Regions from separate parts of the Zea mays genome. Here all the other regions are linked to region 1. A link is a contact called in public Hi-C data. All regions are on one chromosome and are shown on one strand. Each heading gives the region's core, a stretch centred on a gene start, on an enhancer-like site or on the middle of the called end of the contact. The rest is flanking DNA. Distances are from core to core; before and after follow the strand shown.

Region 1 (4,279 bases), core at 166-2,665:
CCGTTGGCGGCTGGAAGTGAGCGAGGATGGAAGGGGAGCGTGGCATGGGGGCGACGATGGAAGGCAGGGCTGCGACCTTGCATACGACGGAATCAGGGCGCCGAAGCGAGATCTGCGGGCGTGGCTGGCGGGCGGAATCAGACGGGCGCGGCGCGTGGTGTGGGAGAGGGAAATAGGATTTTGGGGGCTGGGAATGCCGGCTGCCGCTGCCGCGGAGGGGGACCTGAGCGGAGGGGGTGGAGGGCGTTGATGGCGGCTTCGATCACGGCTTCAGGGAGCGGAGCGAAGGTGAGGATGTCGGGGGGACAGAACGTCCACCCTGTGGACGCCTACGCTGCATTCTTAAGAGATAGTAGAGATTAATTAAGTAATCTAGATACCTATATATTATGATAATTCATAAGCACGTTAATATGTGCTTATATAATCTATGAGCAGGATTATATGATTTTGGAAGGAAACAACAGGACCTAAGATACAAACTAGCATATTACCTAAGATACAAACTAGCATATTTGAAACCATCTCACTTTTCATAAATCAGTTTCTTCGTGCTTCCAAACATGTCTTTATTCCACCTCCACCTTAGGGTTAAAAACGGACGGGTAAAATCTCGTCCCGTACCGTTTTCTATATTTGATCCGACTGTTTTCGTATTTACGGAAAAATATGGAAACGGTATGGAAACGGGAGAGTGTTTATTCCATCTGTTTTTTTGGATCCTGTTTTTATCTGGATTGAACCCGTATTTATTCTATATTTTTATAAATACGGGACGAGCCTAATATGCATTAGTATACAAACTAAAGACCCATGTCTTTAGGTGACAAATTATAGTATAAGTGATCATTGTAACCACCGGTTCTTTTTAACGACAAGTGGTCTAAAGTCTTAAACAAAATCAGATGTAGCTAAATGTACACCATTAACAACCAAACAACAATAAAATATTACCTCTTTTTATCTATTTGTTTTATGTGATTGTCCTGCCAATCAATCACTAGCCAAACATCAATACCATTTCTGTTTGTATTAAATTATGAGTTTTTGTTAGTATTTCTGTTTCTTCGTTTTCATAATTCTGTTTATCCCCGCTTTCATTTATATTCCCGACTATTTCGTACCCGATCCTGTTTTCGATGATAAAATATAGATACGGAAACAAGAGGGGTTCTACGTCCGTTTTCATCCCTACTCCACAAGTAAATTCAAAATACTACTTACACTTTATTTGTATTTGAATATTTTTATTCTACTAGAGCATCCGCCGCTGCCTCCGAATCCGAGGGACAGAAATAAAAGAAAAGGAAAAAATCGGAGTTCTCCCTCGTGTCGTCTTCCTCTCCGCCGCTTCTCCTGTCCACCCTCGACTGCTTGCGCGTGACCTGAGCCGCCGCCGCCTACATCCGCTCATCCCCGCGCCCGCCTCAACCACGCCGCCACCGACCACGTATAATCCTGCCTCCCCTTCGCGCGGTTTCGAGGCTCGTTTCCTTTGGGATCGTTCGTCTGCCCCGACCGCGTGGGCGCTTCTTCTTCGGGATCTCGCTGGACCGAGCGGCCCAGGGCTAGGGATTCAGGCCCATGGCGTGGCGGCGCGTCCTCACCCAGGTGAGAGTTCTGCCCGATCTTTTCTTCGTTACCGCGCTTTATTGTTGTATGGAGGTACGGTGGTGGCCTCAAATCTTCGATCTTGGGGTGTCTGGGCGGGATCGGGGGCTGCGTTGTTGGGCTCTGCGGATACGAACAACGCCTGCTTATATCTTGTCGGTACACATGGCTATCTTGGGAGCTGCCTGTGAGGATGTCTCGGCTACTGATTTTGGCCAAACAATGATCCAGTTTGCGTTTTGTCACCGTTATTAATTTCCGCTAGTAATAGAAACAATCCCTTCTTTTAGTTTAAACTCTGGAGGGTCTATTATACGGCCTGTCGTCAGCTTATTGTGATAGCCTGTATCTGTATGAGAATTTACAGGAAACTCTAGATTTAAGTCCAGATGTCATCTAGTGTGTTGTTCTGTGTTCCGGTATACTAATTTAGGACGGAACAGTAATAATAACTAAATATTGATGGCAAGTCCATTTGAATGATGAATATTGAGATCTGTAACAATTGTTGCTCGTAGTCTTAATCAGCTCTGTTATATTGTCAACTTCTCGTTCTGTGTCTAGTGAAGCTAATTCTTAGGATGGTACAGTGTAACAGCACCGATCACCCGTAGACGGTAGAGACAGCTCGGATTCGAGCACCGCTCCCGGTGCAATGCCTCTCACGAAGCCATTATCGAGTGGATCACATTACAGAGTTTTGGGGAGTCTCTCACGAACACTCACACTGGACGCAGTCGGCTGCCAACTTACTGCTCAAGTCTTTCTCCACGCCCTGCTCACCTCCAGACAACGCCCTAAAACAGCACACAGCTCTCACACAGGGTTACTGGGTCCAATCCGGCCCATAAATCTGTTGGTTGTGCCTCCGCGCACGAGACGGCCTTTTGACTTGAGTGATGTCTTCTTCTCGCTTCCTGACATTCTCCTCCCCTTGAGAAGAGGCTTGTCCCCAAGCCTCAGCTCCTGGAAAACGTTGCTTGATTGAATCTTCATTCTCCCATGTAGCGAGTTCCACCGGCCATGAAGACCATTTAATCAACAGTTGAGGAATCTCCTTGTTGTGGTGTTGTACACAGCGTTTCTGCAGCACCTGCTCAGGCCATTGTAAAGAGTGAGACAAATCAAGTAGCTTAGAACTGACCTGGGCATTTGGGCCAATAGTTTTTTTCAGAAGAGAGACGTGAAAAACAGGATGGATAGATGAAGAAGCAGGCAGTTGCAGTTGATAGGCCACTTGACCGATCCTGGCAACCACTGGGTATGGTCCAAAATACTTGAAAGCTAACTTGTGATTTGCTCGCTTGACCACTGACGATTGAATGTATGGCTGTAATTTCAAATAAACCAAATCTCCAACTTGGAAGACTCTGTCCGAGTGATGCTTATCAGCCTGGTTCTTCTGACGGTGCTGAGCTCTCTGAAGTTGTTGTTTCACTAGCTGCAGCATAACCTTACGTTCAGACAGCCAATCTTGTAAAGCTGGAACATTGCAAGCATCTTGTAATTCAAGTCCCAGGTGACGTAGAGGATGGCCATATAGCACTTCGAATGGAATTAGCTGCAAGGACGAGTGAAAACTAGTGTTGTACCAAAATTCTGCAAGTGACAGCCATTGCTTCCATTTAGTTGGACATGACTGAACGAAGCAACGTAGTTATGTTTCTAAGCATTGGCTCACCCTTTCTGTTTGTCCATCGGACTGAGGATGGTAGGCTATGGTCAAGGTGTCAAGCGTAGTTCCACTTGGGCTAATCAAAACAGTTCTTTCCATAAAGCACTTGTGAAGATTTTGTCTCTGTCCGTGATGATAGCTTGGGGAAAACCGTGGAGTTTAAAGACTGTGTCCATGAACTGTCGGGCTACAGTTATGGCCGAAAAGGGATGCTTTAGTGGTATGAAATGACTAAACTTGGAGAATTTGTCCACCACTACTAAAATGCAGTTGTAGTGATTGGAGGAAGGTAGACCCTCAATGAAGTCCATTGAGATAATTTGCCATGCACCCTCAGGTACTGGAATAGGTTGCAGAAGGCCTGGATACATGATTCTTTCAGATTTTGCCTGTTGACAGATTGTGCACTGACTGCACCATAATTGTATAATCTTTTCCATGCCTGACCATACAAAGAGCTTCTTAATTTTCTTGTAAGTCACCAAAAAACCTGAATGACCCCCACAGGTGTAGTATGCAGTGTGTTAAAAATCTTCTCAGGGAAAGCCGAGGCTTTAGGTAGAAGGATGTGATTCTTATACTTAATGATGCCATCATGGATACTGTAATAACCAGAGGGGGGCTTGAGAGCCAATGCCTGAATCGAAGGAGTTGTGTCAGGATAACGAGAGTAAGAATCTGAAACTTCCTGGAACCAGAGGGGCCGAAGAACCGACAGAGCCATGACTTGTTCTGTTGGCAGTCTAGAAAGAGCATCTGCCACTCGGTTAGTGCTGCCCTTTTTGTAACAACAAAATTGTAGCCCCAACAATTTGGTGAGAGCTTTCTGTTGCCACAGTGTGGTTAACCTTTGATCATCCAAGTGTATAAGACTGCGTTGGTCGGTGCGTATAATGAACTCGCCACTTATCAAGTACGAGTGCCATTGGTCCACTGCTAGCAATATAGCCAAACACTCTTTCTTGTATGTAGACAGTCCTTGATGCCGGGACC
Region 2 (4,003 bases), core at 594-3,093, 150 kb after region 1:
CACTTGTATGTTGCCTTGGTGTGTCCCTTAGGGTCGTGGAGGGACCCTTTATATAATATCCCCAAGCCTCATATAGCCGTTGAAAACTTCCTTAAAGACTGACTCCCGGGTGGAACACTGGACCGGTCCGATGCACCACCGGACCTCCAACGGTCGCCAGTCCTTGGGATATCGATTGACACTTTCCTATTTTGGGTAGCACCAGACCGGTCCGGTGCACATCGGACCTCACTCGATCATTGAAGTAGTTGTTACGAGTCTGAAGTAGTCATTGGCCTGCTGGTGTCACCATGCTATTGTTGTTGTCGTAGGGGGCATGTCCGAGCCCTGTAGCGGTATGGCCGGTGGGATGGCTCTCGTCCTTGTTGTCGTATTTGGTTAGGAGAAGGACGCTCGATCCCTGTAGCGTGTTCTTTTGACTCGATAGAGAGCCGAGGCTAGGTTCGGGAGCATGGGCATGGGTCCGAGCCTAGCCTGTACAGGGAGTCAGAGTGGTTGAAGCAGTGCTCGACATGGTCTTCAGCGAGGTTCGCGGGAGAGCAGGGGCCATTTAATGCGTGTGCTCCCCTGATGGGGCAGTTGGCCGAGACCAAGCTCGGGCGAGGAGAAGATTTCTTCTGAGGCCGAGGCCAAGATTAGACGTTGCATGTATTCACGCTCTGGGTAGTTGAAATAGTGGTCGGAGTGGGGGGGGGGGGGGGCTAGTACCTTGTATTCGCGCCCTAACCATCGTCGTGAGTGGTAAAAATAGATTAGACCATGGTCGTGTCGTCCTTTGTTACTTTGGCACCTTCAGCGGGTGCAGGATGTCGTATGGATGTATGTCCTGGGATCGGAGTGGTTGGTAGAGGTGGGCACGCTCCGGAGCGTCGCTCGAGCCGCTCTCAGACGAGTCGGGAATGCGTTTTCCCGCCCGAGGTTGGCCTCGAGCATGCCGTGACTGCGTTTCCTGTTCAAGGTTGGCCTCACGCGAGTCATGACTGTGTTTCCCGCCCGAGATTGGCCTCGGACGAGTCGTAACTTAGGTTCCACGTGTTTTGGTAAGGTTGAGAGCGTGTTTGCTTATGACTCCTTTTTACTCAAGCGTGTTTAGTCATGTTAGGGTTGTGATCTGTATCCCTAATTATGGTACTAGACAACTCTCTTTCTTGATCCTATTAATCCGGAAACTTTGTGACTATGGATTTAGCTACATATGTAGTAAATATCAATATGGTGGTCACACTTGTTTATGATGATGGATGGCTAGGGCTAGCTAGCTACCGTTGGGCGTTGGGTCTCCGCCGACCGATGAGGCCGAGGCCGAGGAGCACGTACGTCACAGGACTGACAACGGACGACCAGTCTGCAGGCTGCGTTCTCTGGCTCGACGTTGATCTGAACCGATCGATCCGGTCCGTGTATCCGTGTATGCATATGCCTCCGAATTTGACCGGCCTTCGCTGCAGCTTCCCCCGCGCACGCATGGACTTTGACCGACTACTATTCCACTCTCGCTTCGCTTTGCGTTGCATTCATCTCTCTCTCTCTCTCTCTCTCTCTCTCTCTCTCTCTCTCTCTCTCTCTCTCTCTCTCTCTCTCTCTAAAACAAACTAATCGAGTACGTCCATCCAAATATCCAATCGTCCACTTGTTTGATTGCATAGTTGCATCCGCTACCTCTTGTCCTCCCCTTTCATAAATGACGAAATATTTTGTTGCAACTAGCTAGATTCTAGATATACACCAACTCCCCTCCGCCTCGCCTGCGCCTCCATATATATAAAGGCAAAGCAGCTGCCTAAGCGGCTCGCCATCTCACTGCCGGCCGCCACCCGCTCTCCCTCCGCTCCGGCCACCACCGCGCGTCTCTCTTATTTGCTGCCAGACATATCCAAATCCGATCCATCAGCTAGCGTCCATGGATGAAGTGTGGTGCGGCCTGGACCTGCAGCTGCAGGCGGACGGCATCCACGCTGGCCCTGACCTCCATGGCCATGACCATGACCCCTTCTGGTCAGCTCTGGCAGAGTACGTACTATACTACTAGCTAGCGCTACTCCATTATTCATTTCCTCCATGGCCATGACCGGAGCCTAGTGGCTTAATATTTCTCTTCCTGTGGTTGCGATCGCTCCCAGGTGCGCTGCCAGCTTCCTCGCCAGCGACGCCGACGACACCGGCGGCCTGGTGGCCTCCGCTGGCGACGTCGTTCACGCCAAGGCGGACGGCATGGACACGAGCAGCTTCTTCGCCGACAACGACCACCACGGCCTGACCCAGCGCCGAGACGAGCAGCAGCAGCAGCAGCCTGTGCACTCGTCGTCCTCGCTGTCCTCCAAACGCTCGCTCTCCATCGACAGCGGGGGCTCCTCGTCCTCCACCCTCATCCCGCCGCTCGACGGCGCCGCCGCTGCCGCCTTCTCGCCGGCGCCCCCGCAGCCGCAGGACCCGTTCGCCGGGGACGACGAGGCCATCATGCTGGCCATGATGGCCGTCATCTCCTCCGCGTCGCCTTCGTCCTCCGAGTCCTCGTCGCCGCCGCACCGAGCCGCCGGCGCCGGCGCCGTGCAGCCGCGCGTACACCTGCACGGCGGGGACGACAGCGCCGGCCACGTGACGGTCAGGACCAGCAGCCTCGCCGTGGCGCCCACCAGCGCCGCTGCACGGCAGCAGGACGACGCCTGCATGGCGGCGGGGAGCAACAACAGCAGCCAGGTGTACCACATGATTTCCGAGAGGAAGAGGCGGGAGAAGCTCAATGACAGCTTCCACACGCTCCGGTCGCTCCTTCCACCCTGTTCCAAGGTACGTAGTCTCTACACCTCCTAGCAGTTAACTTTCTTAAATTATTAAGGGCTTGTTTGGTTAGGCATGAATTGAGGAAGGGGATTAAAGCCTAAGGCGTAAGTTAAGTTTGCACCTTTCACTTGTTGATTTGGTTATAAGAATTTTAAAAGTACTATATAAAATAGGATCCATATATACACACCACTTCATGATAAAATTGCAATGTTTGTAACATATAAAATAGGATCCATATATACACACCATTAAAATACTAGCATATAACACCTATGCTGACATTACAATCCCGCGGAGGAGAGGAGAGGGGTCGACGGCGGTGGCGACTACATGAGGGAGAGGTTGACGGCGGGGGCAATACAAGTGAGGGAGAGGGGGGAAGGGAGACTGAAGACGGTAGGGTCGTAGATGAGGGAGCGGGACGAGGGATGATTCAAGTAATATTGTCCATTGAAATTGATTAAGGGAGATGAGTTATTCAACGATATGAATCGTTGGTTTTGATGGTGCGTTAAGTCTGGTTGTAATTTATTTGATGGATTTAGTGGAGATTATGACTATGATGTGATTTGGTTGGTGGATTTCTCAAAGTTTAAACTAGTGGATTAGCTAGTGGTATAGATATATGTGTATGTTCTCTTGCTACAGAATTGTCCTATGATCATGGATGTCTAGCTAGGAGACTTGAACTTTTTCCCTCTAATTATATTTCTCGGGACATTGTTACTCACAGCTAGCACTCAAGAGAGAACTCATCGATCTGCATTTGATTTTATCTATTGTTTTTTTCATGGATAGATCAGATCCATAGCAACATTGTGACCTGAGCTATTATAGATATGGTCTGACCTTAGAACAAATAAATACACTGCTTCTATTCTAGATTATAAGATGTTTTATTAAACTTTATAATAAAAAAATATCTTACAATTTAGAGCGGACACGTACAGAGAAGTTCTATAGTGGCGGTTGTAAACCTATTTATAGTGGCGTTTTTCGTAACCGCCAGTGCTAGGGGCCAGTAGAAATCATCATTTTTACAGGCGGGTAACTGAGGACCGCCAGTGAAAATCGATTTTCACTGGCGGTCGGCGTAATAAAACCGCCAGTGCAAATCGTTTCCAGGAAACATAAAATATATTTTAAAAATAGTTAAAAAAATTATTTTTATTAGGCCCACCCACCCCACCCGCCCAAGTCGCAAGTCGCGGCATTTTTC
Region 3 (4,033 bases), core at 796-3,295, 200 kb before region 1:
CATCGAATTTGTGTGTAATCCCTCTGCTCAAATTTATTGACGCGGTTCTTTTTCTATGTAAAACGGAGGAATAAAACTCTTCATGGTCTTGATGGAGCAACTTTGACAACTATGTCTTGCCTTGATGTATTCGTAGTGGCTACAAGTGCTGACAATTTTTGCAAGGGCCAATGGGTGGTATCCAGTTACTGACGACAGGGCTTGTTTAGTTGATTCCTTGTGAGTTATCCACAGGTTTGATGCAGAAATCTGATGTGGCCCCTCTGCTTAGATGTCACGATGTGATCCCTTTGCTTTAGATGTCATGGAAAAGTTGAACCTCAAGTCACGAGGTAGAACAACAGGACTTGATGTGTCATTATTGGGTTCCTAACAAGCTGACTGTTTAGTGAGGCGCACCTCCTGTCAGGTGGGTTTCCGTACATTTCTTTCTGTTGGGCTGTCCATTGAAAGATTCCTCCCCATGAAAACGTACTGTGTGTGGCCCGATTCGTCCAGCCGCTTTGGTATGAAGCTTTTGCCTCGCCTTTAGAAAGAGTTTGAGGAAACAAAAGTGATCTTGTCAACTTCTTTCTTTTTTTCATTTCAGGGAACTCAGATTCCTATTCCTCCATGCAAGAGCTTTACGTCCGTCCGTTTGCCACATGAGAATGGCCGGCTGGTTTAGTCTTGAATCATCATCATGATTCAGTACACATCTACCTTTGCTGGCGACCAACATTAGCCTGGTGCAGTGCATGGTCTGGGCTTGCATGCATGCAATGCCCCCGGGATCTCCGTTCCTATCTCTTGGGTTGAGATTTACATATGAAGCATAGCTGAAAAGGTTGTGGTCCGCCGCAGCAGATGCTGAAGGCCCCAGGTATGTGCTGGAGCGTGTGGCTGTTGCCTCGTCTCAAGTCCCGGCTATATGTCCCCATGCATGCCTACTTGTCTGCTGTCGAAACCTCTGCGGACGGACGTTGCATCGTTTCAGAATTACGTCACATGGTCATCTGACTGAAGAGGGTTCACATGACGATTCATCGGTGCAGCTTGGCGTGGAAGCAGGCATGTGAGCTGTGTGCCCCTCTACGCCTGGGCGTCGTCACATGACCAGGTGACCGACCGTGACGCCTGTTTCTCCCTACAGCAGTCAAGTTTGTTCTGTCGATCATATGATGGTGTTCAATTCCTTGGAGCAAATTACCCCTCTCCCGGGCCCCGGCAGTAAATACACGGTTCGTGCTCTATTGTTTATTTGCGTGTGGAAGGAGGTGGTTCAGATGACCCCCCCCCCCCCCCCCCCCGGATTTACCGAGAATCCCGGCCGAGGTGTGTGTGTATGTGTGGTGGTTATCTTGATTCGCCAAGTATTACTATTACTGTCACTGTCAGTCTCGAAAGGAAAGAAAGCGAGACGAAATTATGGACTGGGCGACTTGTGCGCCTCAACAGGTACTCTGTGCTTCACGTCTTGGGAACTGCTGGATAGGTTCATTTTACGTGTCTATCTGCGGGTGAAAATCCTTCCTCTGGGAATCTTGTCGTGGCTAATTTGTCGCTTACGATTGCAATTACTCCCTCCGTTTGCACAAAAAAGAAATGCAGTTTTAAGTGCAGTCGTTATTCGCTTGTCTAAAATTTAACTAAATTCATAGGTAAAAAATTTAGTTTCTATACCAACAAATAACTGTAGTGTGGCAGTATATGTGATGTCTAATGATGATAATTACTTAATATTATAGATTTTGGTAATTTTCTTATTTATAGGTAGTCAAGCTTTAGAAGTACATTATTTTGTGGATCCATAGAGTAGTTGAGTTTAGGCGTGTTATGAGCTCAAGCAGACTGCATGTTTTTTTTTTCAAAGGAAAAAGCATGCTTAATATAAAAGACAAGCAGTGTTTTGACTCTGTATTCCGTTCATGCTCCATCCTCCTTGTATCTGAGGAGCACGTCGGGACGGCGTCTCGTGCCTTGTCTTCTCCCCCCGCACCTGCTCTGCTGTCCCCTAATCCTCCTGCACAGTCACTACACTGCGGCTGACAAAAACAACTCCTGGGCTGGGCTAACAGGCCGGGATGGAATTTCTTTCACTGAGCCAAGGCCACGGACGCCTCTGCTGCTCCTGCTGAATCCCTAACAGTTAGGATGGCTCCTGTATTAATTGTGTGCATGGTAACCGTCGTCGCTTTGACCGTCGTGCAGGAACGGCCTTTGCTGATGACCGACTTGTCAGATCAGACCGCTGCAGTGCAGCCGTAACAAGTAGTATCAGTTTATTTATACACAACTAATAATAAATAAATAATGGGCCGTTTCTTTTTTTTCCCTTCATTTTTTTGTTTCGTCTACTTAACGGCATGTTTAAACCAGATCAGGCATGTGTGTGGACCTCAGGTTACGATGGCGGAGCGTGTCTGAGCAGCAAGCAAACCAGTAGCTTTTCTAATCATCATGGACCTCTAGTCTCTTGGCTTGCATTCGGTGAAGAGACATCGTCATGAGGGCGCGTCCGTCCTCCCAAAACTCGACTTGTGTTGCAGTTGCAGCCTGCAGGGCGAGCGAGGTACCTGCCGTCGCGTCCAAACGAACATCCAGAACGCGACGCCGACGCCGACGCCGACGATCCTTGGACCGTGCCTCGTGCTCGTCGCATACAGTTTTTTTTTGTTCCGTGTCTCTCGGCCTACGGAAACGACTGTGCTGCCTCATTGTTCTCTTCTCACATATAGATAGAAACTACAATACACCTGTTCGTCTGTGTCCAAGTCCAATCTTGTACGAGATACGTACTACTATAGCTAACCAACCAGCCAACCGTTTTTTTTTTTTTGTATTTCAGCGGTTCTGTTCTCTTGTACCGACGATGACGGCGACACGATGAGCAAAGCAATTCACCGGTACGGTACAGGAGAGCCAATGCTAGCGCTGTGCATGGAGCCATGCATGGAGGAAGTTGTATTCCAGCTTTCACGCCTCACGTTCTGCCCCCATGAATCCTGAATTCCCTGAGCTTCCTTCTCCCAGATTTTTCTTTTTCTAAATAAAAAGAAAGAAAACTGCAGACGCATTCGGCCAACAAGGGGGGCCCGTCTGTCCTTTTCGTGACACGGACCGTGCCTATATCCGGGCTCATAATTCGCGCCATGACCCGCCCTTTTTATTATAAAAAAACAGAAACCATAGGCGATTAGAATTTGAGCATCAACATGCTTTATTTTATTTTACTACGACTACGACGAGCTAGCCTCTAGCTCTTCTCGGAGCGTGTGCAGAACTGTGTCTGTGTGCAATGACTGCTGACGTGTACTCGTGTCTTCTACAACGCCAAGCAATTACTCCTAATGATTGTTGTTCGTGTGGATCTTCCTTTTTGGTAGTCGTCTTGCTGCGTTGGGAAAAAGGCTGAGGCTGGGACGATCATCATCATAATATATCTAATCTTCATCTGGCCGGATCGATGCCAAAGCACCTGCATGAGAGCTAGAAATAAAGCCAGATCAATATAATAGCGTAAGAGATTCGACATATGAATTTTAGAGGAAAACTGACATAAGATTGGATTTTCCCCTCTGTGTCTATATAAAGGGAAATATGTGCTGACGGCGGCACCAAATAATTACATAAATAGAATTTGAAAGTCACTAGCTAAACGAAAGCCCCCCTCCCCCCCCCCCCCCCCCCCCCCCCCCGACGACATGACTAAACTACCGTCATGTCTTGTCGTTGCCCAGATGTCGATGCAGATGCACCCTACGTACGTGATGACATGGCACACGGTAATTGTTTATATATGCTTGTCGGGGTGTGCTTGATTGGCCGTGTGCCGCTCATGCTAGATGCACCAAGCAAGTTAGCTAGGCTCCGATTCTCCATGCACGCTCCCCCCAACCAAATCTCTACGTTCGTACTTTCTATTCATATAAAAATACCTGCCTCGCTCGCAAGTATTCTCTCCTATTCAGCTCTACTTTTATACTTTAAATGCACTATTTAATTTTTATACAACATTTTTTTGATTTTTATATAACAAAATTTAAATGTATTA

The links. A called contact is a pair of places that touch in the nucleus more often than the background predicts.
Region 2: a Hi-C map of leaf shows a contact between it and region 1, with 5 times the contacts expected there. The contact joins the promoter of LOC100279537 here to the promoter of LOC100382151 in region 1. A contact is called at or near these places in 9 of 25 Hi-C or Micro-C datasets (bundle sheath, ear, endosperm and 4 more).
Region 3: a contact with region 1 is called in a Hi-C map of tassel, with 5 times the contacts expected there. The contact joins the enhancer-like site here to the promoter of LOC100382151 in region 1. A contact is called at or near these places in 10 of 25 Hi-C or Micro-C datasets (bundle sheath, ear, endosperm and 5 more).

The regions. Positions count from the first base shown.
Region 1 is chr3:225,245,972-225,250,250 of Zm-B73-REFERENCE-NAM-5.0, forward strand. It overlaps LOC100382151, which reads left to right and starts at 1,416. Exons shown (of 7, transcript NM_001174911.1): 1 at 1,416-1,611. The coding sequence starts at 1,585.
Region 2 is chr3:225,395,444-225,399,446 of Zm-B73-REFERENCE-NAM-5.0, forward strand. LOC100279537 reads left to right here and starts at 1,844. Exons shown (of 4, transcript NM_001152535.1): 1 at 1,844-2,010; 2 at 2,121-2,787. The coding sequence starts at 1,901.
Region 3 is chr3:225,045,481-225,049,513 of Zm-B73-REFERENCE-NAM-5.0, forward strand. It overlaps LOC103651515 (zinc finger CCCH domain-containing protein 7), which reads left to right. Exons shown (of 10, transcript XM_035966501.1): 8 at 69-506; 9 at 590-862; 10 at 977-1,608. Among protein-coding and RNA genes, the nearest start is that of LOC109945347, 7.1 kb to the right of the region's middle. Within about 2 kb of position 2,046, at least 17 of the 20 cell types and tissues checked have an H3K27ac peak or open chromatin away from gene starts, as enhancers often do. A contact at or near this core is called in bundle sheath, ear, endosperm and 4 more, where this site is marked.